Linked DNA regions of Bos taurus: region 2 is linked to region 1. The links are chromatin contacts, called in public Hi-C maps. All regions are on one chromosome and are shown on one strand. Each heading gives the region's core, a stretch centred on a gene start, on an enhancer-like site or on the middle of the called end of the contact. The rest is flanking DNA. Distances are from core to core; before and after follow the strand shown. Region 1 holds the start of DEPTOR (DEP domain containing MTOR interacting protein). Region 2 overlaps LOC132342236 (keratin-associated protein 10-7).

Region 1 (4,811 bases), core at 558-3,057:
TTCATTATTGAGATGATAGTTTGAGTACCCTTTGGAAAACAATCTTTCATAATGTGATATATTTTTTAAATGTCTTTTTTTATTGTGGTAAAAATCACATAATCTAGAACATACCATTTTAACCATATTTCTTAAAAGGAAGTGAAACGTATCCAATTGAGCTGATAAATTAAAATGTTAGTGTTTCAAATTGAATCAGAAAAGCTTTACTTTTTTTTTTTTTTCAATTAGAAAATCTCTTGATGGAAAAGAAGCTTTTATTCTCTTGAATTTTGGCTATACATTAAAAACCATCAAGGAATAGAAATGTGCAATTTGCCTTTCGTAACGTTAAACTCAATTAATTTTGACCTCCAATATTTGCTTCCTCAATCCAAGCGCAGCAAGCAGAGTGGTTACCAAACCTTTAGGGATCTTTGCAAGGGCGTCTCTCTCTCCTCCGTGTTCTGAAACCAGCGTTTTAGACACCAAAAAGACCCTGGAGACTCAGGCCAATAAGAAGGCAGAGGCGCGCACGCCGTCTGATGGGACTAGCGGCCCATGCAAGTGGCTCTGACGCTGAAGCCAAGGAGTTCTGTTTTTCCTGGCAAACCGATCTATGACCACAAGCCCAGCAGCTGCGGAACCGGTCAGACCGTCAGTACAACCCTCAGAGACGAATCCAAGGACCGCGATGGGATGGGAGTGATGGGGTCTGAGCCCCGGGCCCCGCCTGCGCCGGGCGCGGGGACGCAGTCGGGGCGCCGCCGCCCGGGCCGGTGCGCTCCGCCCGAGGCATGCGCGGGGACCGGGCGGGACCCGAGCCTCCACGGCCCTTGCGGACCCGGGCGCTGACCCACGCGCGCGTGCGGACGCCGGCACAGGCGCGGGGTTTGCAGCCTTCGGTTTGGCCCCATAAGGACCTTTCGGGGGGCGCCGAGGTCAGCTCCGCTTCACGGATGATGACACTGGGGCTCAGGGCAGCGACGCGAAACGTGCACCTTAAGTGACGGCGTCGCGGGCTGGCGGCTTCCACCCGGAGGAGCGCGGCCCCGGGGGGGCCGGCTGCGGGCTGCCACGCGCCCCTCGCGCCCGGGCCGGCAAGACCCCAGCGCCCGGGAAGGGGCGCGCGCGCCCACCGCCCGAGCCTGCCGCCGCTCCGGCTCCCGCCGCCCGAGCCCCCCGCCGCCCCGCGCGCTCCCGGCGCGTCCGAGAGGCGGAGGGCTGCAGGAACCGGGCTGCGGTGAGATCGGCTGCGGGCTGCCCACGCGCCCCTCGCTCCGGCCCGGGGGCCCGGCTGGCAAGACCCGTAGGCGGAAGCCCCCGCGCGCTTATTGCCCGCGGTCCCCGCTCCCGTCGCCCCGCGCGCCCACTGCCCGAGCCCCCCGCACCCACCGCTCTCGCCGCCCGAACTCCTCGCTGCCCCGCGCGTCCGAGACCCCTGGGCGTCTCAGCGGCGCAGGGCTGCAAGAACAGGGCTGCGGTGAGGCGCTGCGGGCTGCCCACGCGCCCCTCGCCCCGGCTGGCAAGATCCCGGAGCCCCCGCGCGCCCATTGCCCCAGCCCCGCGAGCCCGCGCCCGCACGGCCGCAGCGAAGCCGGGGCCAATGGAGCCGCGGGCGCGCGGGCTGGCGGCGCCCCACGAGCCGCGGCACGGCCCCCCGCCTCACCGCAGCTGCTCGCCGGTGACCAGGACCTCCGCCATGCGCTCGAGCTCGCGCTGCCGCGCCCCGCCGTCGCCGCCGCCAACCCCCTCCATGGCCCTCGCCGCGCCTTCAGTCTCCGTGGTCCGCTGTGGGCTCGGCTCGGAGCCCCAGCCTGCCCGCACTGACACCGCCCCCGCCATCTTTGCTGGGGGCGGTGCGGAGCTCACACGCCATTGGCTACCGCGGGGAGGCGGTGGGCGGTGCCCAGAGAGCCCGCCCACATGGGGGCGTGGCCGAGCCCCGCGTGGCCGGGGGCGGGGCCAAGAGGGAAACATCAACACGGGGCGGGGCGGGGCGGTTCTGAGCGCCTGCTGAGGCTGCAGGTCCGGCCCGGAGGCCTCTCCTTGACGCGCACAGCTGGTCTGCGAGGTCCTGGGCACGGGCGGGGAGGCTACTACACACGGGTGCAGGCATTTTTATTATATCGTCCACGTCCCCGACTGCCTGGGTAGAAATAATCATTTCCCTAAGCAGTGAACTGGGAAGGATGTACATACACGTCATTGCAGGGTTTCAAGAGATTAACCAAGCTTCTCGCCCAACCTTCTCACCAAAGACAGTTTACCTACCTTTGCTGTTGCTGTTCAGTCGCTCAGGCGTGTCCGACTCTTCGCGGCCCCATTGACCGCAGCACTCCAGGCCTCCCTGTCCATCACCAACTCCCAGAGTTTACTCAAACTCATGTCCATCGAGTCGGTGATGCCATCCAACCATCTCATCCTCTGTCGCCCCCTTCTCCTGCCTTCAGTCTCCAGCATCAGGGTCTTTTCCAGTGAGTCAGTTCTTCGCATCAGCTGGCCAAACAATTGGAGTTTCAGCTTCAGCATCAGTCCTTCCAATGAATATTCAGGACTGATTTGCTTTAGGATTGACTGGTTGGCTCTCCTTGCAGTCCAAGGGACTCTCAAGAGTCTTCTCCAGCACCATGGGGTCATCAATGAAGAATGCTGGGTTGGAATCAGATGGACTTGAGATCCAGTGGCATACCTATAATTTCCTAACTAAATGTGCTTAATTCCCAGTTTCTTCCTTTACAAAATAAAAATAATTGTGGCTACCACGTTGTTGACATCTGCTGCATTAAAGACGCTTCCGATAGTCGTTACTTCTTTTAATCGCAACAAATGGTAAAATGAGTATTGCCCTCTTTTTACTCAGGAAACAGGCCCAGAGAGATGAGGCAACTTGAGCCTCATTGTCCAAAAACTATGAGGATCATTTAACATAAGCATGGTGCCCAGGGTTAATTAGATCAACAGCTTGCTTTTGCTCCTGTTTTTGTTCTAAAATTGCTACAAAGAATATCAAGAGCTTGCATGGATTTCACCTTCAAACATGCAGTTTCTATCTTGATCCTGTCATTTACTAACTTTGCAACCTTGTGCTAGTTACTTAACTTCTCCAAGACTCCATTTTCCATCAATAAAGCAGGAGTAATTCCTACTTTATAGGGATGTTGTGTGACTTAAGTGAAACAACATTATGTAAAGTTTCCAGGTATATGCCATGTGTTCAATAGCTGTTCTCTTTAACATCATTGTTTTTTGAAATACTTTTATTTATTCCTTATATTTGGGTGAGCTGGATCTTCCTTGCTGCTTGGGCTTTTCTCTAGTTGAGGCCAGTGGGGACTACTCTATTGCAGGGCCTGGGCTTCCCTTTGCGGTGGCTTCTCTTACTGTGGGGCCCGCGCTTTAGGGCCCGCGGGCTTCAGCACAGGCTTAGTTGCTCTGCAGCATGGGGAATCTTCGGAGCAGAGATCAAAGCTGTGTCTCCTGCATTGGCAGGTGGATTCTTAGCCACTGGACCACCAAGGAAGGCCCTCATTATTGCTTTTAATATGAAAGAGAAGATAAAGAAGGAGAAAAAGGTGAAGAAATTCTTGCCAGATACTTTCCATTGTGTTTTTGTTTCCAGACAAATCCATTTTTCTCAAGTTATTTCTAATTAATATTTGATTATTAATAGGTCTTCAATATGAAGAAAAGAGAAAGGCAGAACAGGTCCCACTAAATCTCTTTGATTAATAGTTTTAAGCTTTTTGAAAGTGTAAAATGAAAAAAAATATTTACCTATTCCTAATTATTCATTGTTCAAACAATATTTTGTTTTATCCAAAAGCTCTAACTACATATTGTAAATCATATCACTATTATGATTGTCTTCTGGCTTTTCTCCCTTTAAATCTAGTCATGCTTTCATTTGAATTCAGACAGCTTTCTTCATCTCAAAAGTGAAAATGAAAAAAAATTATGTAAAATATTTTCCTGTTTAATAGTTTGTGATTAAAACTTCATGATAAAAACTTTATCATAAAAGTTTATGATTAAAAAAACTATTTAAAAAACACCTTAACATAAGGGGGCGGGGATCGAGTCAGTAGTATAGCTGATACCACTCCTCCAGTGAGAGGCAGTGTGGAATCTGCTGTTCATGCTCGAGGAGAAGGTTCTGTGTGTGTTTGTGTGTGTAGATGTGAACAGGATGCCAGTGGGCTATTATTGTTTTCATCTTTCTTTTCATGTAGGAAACACACCATGTTCCCCTTGGCTAGAAAACAGACCCTTTCTCCTAAGAGGAAGGTTAGTTAGCTCACCAAAGGACCTGTGTTCAGGGCACGACTGGCCCGGAACAGCATGTGACGTGCTGGTGCCCTGAATGAGAAGAGGGCGCGGACACCGCGATCCACCCCTGACCTCCGAAGGACCGAAGATTCCAGCAGATCGTGGTTTGATTCCTGTTCATTATCTTTTCTAAAATTTGTCTTCCTTTGCAAAACCAGGATAATACCACCGATCCCACGGGATTGCTGGAAGGGTGAAATAAAATGGAATGAGCCCACCTGTCACAGGCAGAATCTGTTAAACCTGAACCTTTTCCTCCTCCTCTCCCTATTCACTTGCACCATGCCTTCTTGCTGTTTCCAAGCTCTGGGACCAGTGCTCCTCAGGCTTTTGGTAGATTTGGATCAGATGTGTGCTTGCACGGGCATATGAGTGTGTGTGTTTTTAATCCATTGAAGACTGGCACTTTGGCAAAAGACAATAAAAATGAATTTTTAAAAACATACAAAGCAGAAGCCCCAATTTTTTACTGTTTGGTGAATGGACAGAAAACTGTCAAATTG
Region 2 (4,930 bases), core at 237-2,736, 180 kb before region 1:
CTGCTGATCTTCAGCACAGAGGGGGTCTGCAGGGAATGGTTTGCAAATGTTAGCAGGCGCATCTCGCCCTTGAGTCATGTTTTATGGCATCTCTCACCTCTGAGGAGGAGCCATCGCCTCAGGGCGATAGATAGAGTGTATTTGCCCTCTTTAGAAAGACAATAAAATCAGGCTTTATGGGGAGAGAGAATGAGAGTTTGCCCTAGCTGTTAACTGTGGAATTCTTTCTTAACTACAGGAAGGTTAAGCCTGGGGGGCTGATTCACAGGTTCTTTCTGTGGAAGCCACCCTTTCTGCCCACAACGGCTGGGACACAAGACCTCTCGCTTCGAGGGTCCATGCTTCAAGGAAATGAGAGAACACACCTCGGGACTCCCCTGGCAGTCCAGTGGTTACGACTCTGCACTTCCGATCAGTTCGATCCCTGGTCAGGGAACTAAGGTCTTTCAGGCCCACAAAGTGCAACCAAAAGAAAAGCTTAACTCTTCTAACTGATGGGACTGTGGGAAGAAGAAAGTGAGAATGGGCCAAATGAGGCAACTAAAATCCAGAGGGGATATTCGTGAGTCGCTTAGATCATGGATGTCAGACAAGGAAGGTAGAGAACGCAGGGCTCAGAGTGTCCTGATCTCCCCTCTCTGGGAGAAAGGCTAAGCCTGGAGCAGAAAGCCAGCAGGAAGAGAGACTTCTCCCCCCTTCTCAGTCCAGACTATGGGCAGTGACACCCACTGCTGGTGACCTGTGGTCCAGGCGGTTAGCAGAGGGGGAGGCCGGGACTTCACAATCCTCCAGGCAGCTCTCCCTCCAAGGGCCCAGGAGTCCCTGCAGCTCCAGGAGACCATGGAGGGCATCAGAGAGGAGAACCTGCAGCCTTGCCCAGGCCCTCTGCAAAGGACGAGGCTGCCCAGGGCGGAGCCCGCAGGCTCTGGGCAGGCCGAGGGCTTGGGGGGAGCTGCGGGTGGGCCTGACAGAGCCAGTCAGGGAGGGGCTCGGGCCGCACCAGGCCGGGACAAGGCAGGTCACGACTCCAACAGCCACAGCCTGTTAAAGGGGAAGATACTGAAACGCCCCCCCACCTGGGCCACAGTCCTCTATGACAGCACAAGCTGCACAGCTTTGCCCCCTCCCTCTCCTAGGCTGCCCAGCTCTGCTTTGCTGTTTGATTCACGAGTAACCCCTTCACGTCCTTACTTCTCTAGGGACCTGAAACCAGGTCCCTGGGCAGAAAACAGCTTGACTGGCACTGAATTTAAAAGATCTCTCTTTGTTAATCCCCAGCAGGTGCACCTCAAACATTTCCCCAAGCTCCTGTGCCCCAAAACATGCTCTCTCTTCAAGGGGACGCCCGCTGTGTCTGGCATGCTACCTGGGAGGGCAAAAGGAAGCCGTCTGCCTCCGCAGCGTTGGAAGCTGCAGCCCCGGAACAGCCATCCGGTCCTCACTCACTCACCGAGGATGACGCAGAGGCCTTCCTGCTGACGGAACTTCCATCTACCCGGCCTCGTGTAACCGGGACGGCTCGTACTTGCTCCAGTTGGCAGGAAGCACGCAGTTAGGTCCTTACTCCAAGACAGTCACCAGTGCTCTGAGGAGCTTCAACAGAGCTAACAATGCCCCAAGAAGAGCGAAGCGGGCTTGCCTGGTGATCCAACGCAGGGGGCGCAGGCTCGATCCCACACGCAGCTGAGCCCACGCGCCGCAACTAAGACCCGACACAGCCAAAACAAATTACTTAATATTTAAAAAAGAAGAAGAAGTAGGGTTCAAGGGGCTGCAAGGAACACCCGTCGTGAAAATCTCTTCTGCCAGGCCGCGGAAGTAGACATGGCTGGAAGCCTAAGGCTCCGCCGCGTCTCCCTCCACTGGCCGGGGCCGGAACTCAAAATAGGTGGTGCACCGTGGATGGACAAGAGCGTGACTGTTTCGCAAGGAGTTAGATTTATGGATTGTTACTTGGCCACACCCCCAGGTTCAAATCCCATTTCTGCCCCTTACTGTGTGACTTTGGGAAGTTGCACAACCTCTCTGCCCTCAGAAGCATTCTGACCCGTAAAGTGAAATTAACAGCAATACCTATCAATGCAAGCATTAAGTGAGATGATGAGATATTCCATGCAAAGTATATAGTATATAGAAGGATGATAAACGTTACATATTTTTATTGGTTTAATGGCTTTCTTAAATAACTCAAGAAATAACACATTTCCATACCCAGATAGGACTGATCAGTACACAATTTTGTTTCCTGGTGTAGAGTCTACACACTAACTTAGTAAAAGCCACACCTGGATACAATTAATACAATGCATTCTATCCTTGTCTCCAGAAAGAATTATCATCATGTTCTAGGGTAAATCCTTGGAGCAAGACTGTCCCTATGAGCAAGGCTGAAGCGACCAGTGTTCGTACTGGTACGAACACTGTGGGACTCCCCAGCGGTGCAGTGGTTAAGGCTTCGATTCCAGTGCAGCAGCTGTGGGTCTGATCCTGGTCTGTGGGTCTGGTCCCCGGTCTGTGGTTTGATCCTGATCTGTGGGTCTGGTCCTGGTCTATGGGCCTGATCCTGGTCTGTGGTTTGATTCCTGGTCTGTGGGTTTGGGCCCTGGTGGGGAAGTTAAAACCCTACATGCCTCCCAGCCAAAAAACCAAAAGAGAAGCAATATTGTACCAAATTCAATCAAGACTTAAAATGGTCCACAGAAAGACCATCCAGTGGCAAATCTGTGAGCTTCTTCAGAAGACACGGAGGTGTGGATTATTAACGTGCGGGGTTGAGGCGAGCATGGGCCCACAGAGGTGTTTCGTTCTGTTTTGTTTTGTTTTGTTTTGTTAGGCAGTGATTTTGTTGTTGTTCAGTCACTCAATCGCGTCTGACCCTGTGACCCCTTGGACTGTAGCCCACTGCGCCCCTCCGTCCATGGACTCTCCAGGCGAGAACACTGGCTCGGCCACCACTTCGCTGCGCGTTGCTCTGAAACAGCCCGCAAGGTGAGCGGAGCCTTCGGGGCGCGTGCCCTCTCTGCCAGCGGAGCCCCACCACCCGCCCCAGCGGGCAGCGCCTCTCCACACTGCTCCATCGCCCACCTGTCGGTCAGACACTCGAGGTGAGCGTTTCTTCAACAGCCGCAACAGAACTCTCTGGACCAGGGCTCTGCAGACTTCTGTGACGGGGCTTCTCTTTGCAAAGAGACCTTGGTTCATCTTCTCTCACACACAGAACCCACACCCAACTGAATTCCGCCAGCCCCCAGAGCCGCCCTTTGCTCTCTTTACAGCTCTCCACCCAGTTCGCAGGGCTGGATTCAGCAGGAGGCCGAGACCTGTTAATCTTTTCAATGTGTCTGACCTTTTTAGTAGGTGAGACAAATTACTTGCCTATTTTCACATGTTTTAAATGAACTGACTCTTGGCTCAGTCTTGTCCTTAAATAAACAGCAAAATGTCAGGCAGCTCCAAGTATTCAGTATAGTCTGACTCACTGGGAAAGCTGTGAGCCCAAAGACAACCCCAAGCTATGGGCTGAGTGGGAGAAGCGTCTGGATTTTAGGGTTACTTTAAAGAAAGCTGAGCACCGAAGAATTGATGCTTTTGGACTGTGGTGTTGGAGAAGACTCTTGAGAGTCCCTGGGACTGCAAGGAGGTCCAACCAGTCCATCCTAAAGGAGATCAGTCCTGGGTGTTCATTGGAAGGACTGATGTTGAGGTTGAAACTGCAGTATTTTGACCACCTGATGCGAAGAGCTGACTCATTTGAAAAGACCCTGATGCTGGGAGGGATTGGCAGCAGGAGGAGAAGGGGATGACAGAGGATGAGATGGCTGGATGGCATCACCGACTCAATGGACATGAGTTTGGGTGAACTCCGGGAGTTGGCGATGGACAGGGAGGCCTGGCGTGCTGCAGTCCATGGGGTCGCAAGGAGTCGGACACGATTGAGCAACTGAACTGAACTGAACTTCCTGTCATGTTTTTTTCATACAGGGCTGGAGCTCTAAATGACACCATTTTTAATTCCTATAAATCAGGTCAAACCGAACTGTTACATTCACAGAAAATTTAGACTTTTTTTTCTGTCTTTACACACATGTATTCAACCGTATTTTTCCAGTATAAGTATTCCACTTAATGCATTGTTTCAAAGATTGTGTTTTGTTTTGTTGGGTTGTTTGAGTTTTGTTTTGGCTCTTCAACCAGAAGGGGTGAACTGTCTTAAAGAGAAAGGAGGAGCAGACAAGAGCACTGGTCCAGATACCGTAATGGCTTTTGTGTGTGTGTGTGTTTTGTTTGTTTTGATGTGGACCATTTTTGACGTCTTTTACTGAATTTGTTACAATATTGCTTCTGTTTTATGTTTTGTTTTTCTGGCTACGGGGCATGTGGGATCTTAACCCCCTGACCAAGGATGCGTGTGGTTCCCGCACAGCCCGAGCACTGGGAGCTGAAGTCTCACCCACTGAACTGCGGGGAGGTCCCATGACTTGGTCTCTGATCAGCAGGTTGGTGATGTCCCCATCACGGCTTCACCAAGCCTCTTTTCCTTCGTATGGAAAGAGAGTCGAGGAGTGTTTTTCTAATCTATCACTGACTCCTAAGAGCTTTGGTTACCTGGTAGAGCCAGAGGGAAAAAGCCCTGTGAGGCACATTCAGTAAGGCAGACTGCTTCTCTGCCCAAGGCCACCATGTTCTCGACTCTGAGTGGCAACATTCCTCAAAGTCTGTGTGAGTGGGCCCTCTGCACCTGTCCTCTGTGCAACCAGCGTGGTCTTTATGCAGTGGCCCCGTGAAAACGGGCTTTCACGTATGCTGTATCTGAAGGCCTCTATTTTAAACCAGTAAGTCCTGTCCATTTTATGTATCTATTTATGATCATTCCTAGAGGGTTTCTTCAGGGCTTCCCAGGTGGCTCAGCAGCAAAGAATCAGCCTGCCAA

Evidence for each region. Hi-C and Micro-C count contacts between places; a contact is called where the count stands out from the background.
Region 2: a Hi-C map of liver shows a contact between it and region 1, with 4 times the contacts expected there. The contact joins the enhancer-like site here to the promoter of DEPTOR in region 1. A contact is called at or near these places in 4 of 11 Hi-C or Micro-C datasets (8-cell embryo, liver, skin fibroblasts and 1 more).

The regions. Positions count from the first base shown.
Region 1 is chr14:81,283,833-81,288,643 of ARS-UCD2.0, reverse strand. It overlaps DEPTOR (DEP domain containing MTOR interacting protein), which reads right to left and starts at 1,807. Exons shown (of 9, transcript NM_001102312.1): 1 at 1,649-1,807. The coding sequence starts at 1,737.
Region 2 is chr14:81,466,662-81,471,591 of ARS-UCD2.0, reverse strand. LOC132342236 (keratin-associated protein 10-7) reads right to left here. Exons shown (of 2, transcript XM_059874513.1): 1 at 1,451-4,930. Among named protein-coding and RNA genes, the nearest start is that of COL14A1, 28 kb to the left of the region's middle. Within about 2 kb of position 1,486, at least 26 of the 102 cell types and tissues checked have an H3K27ac peak or open chromatin away from gene starts, as enhancers often do. A contact at or near this core is called in liver, where this site is marked.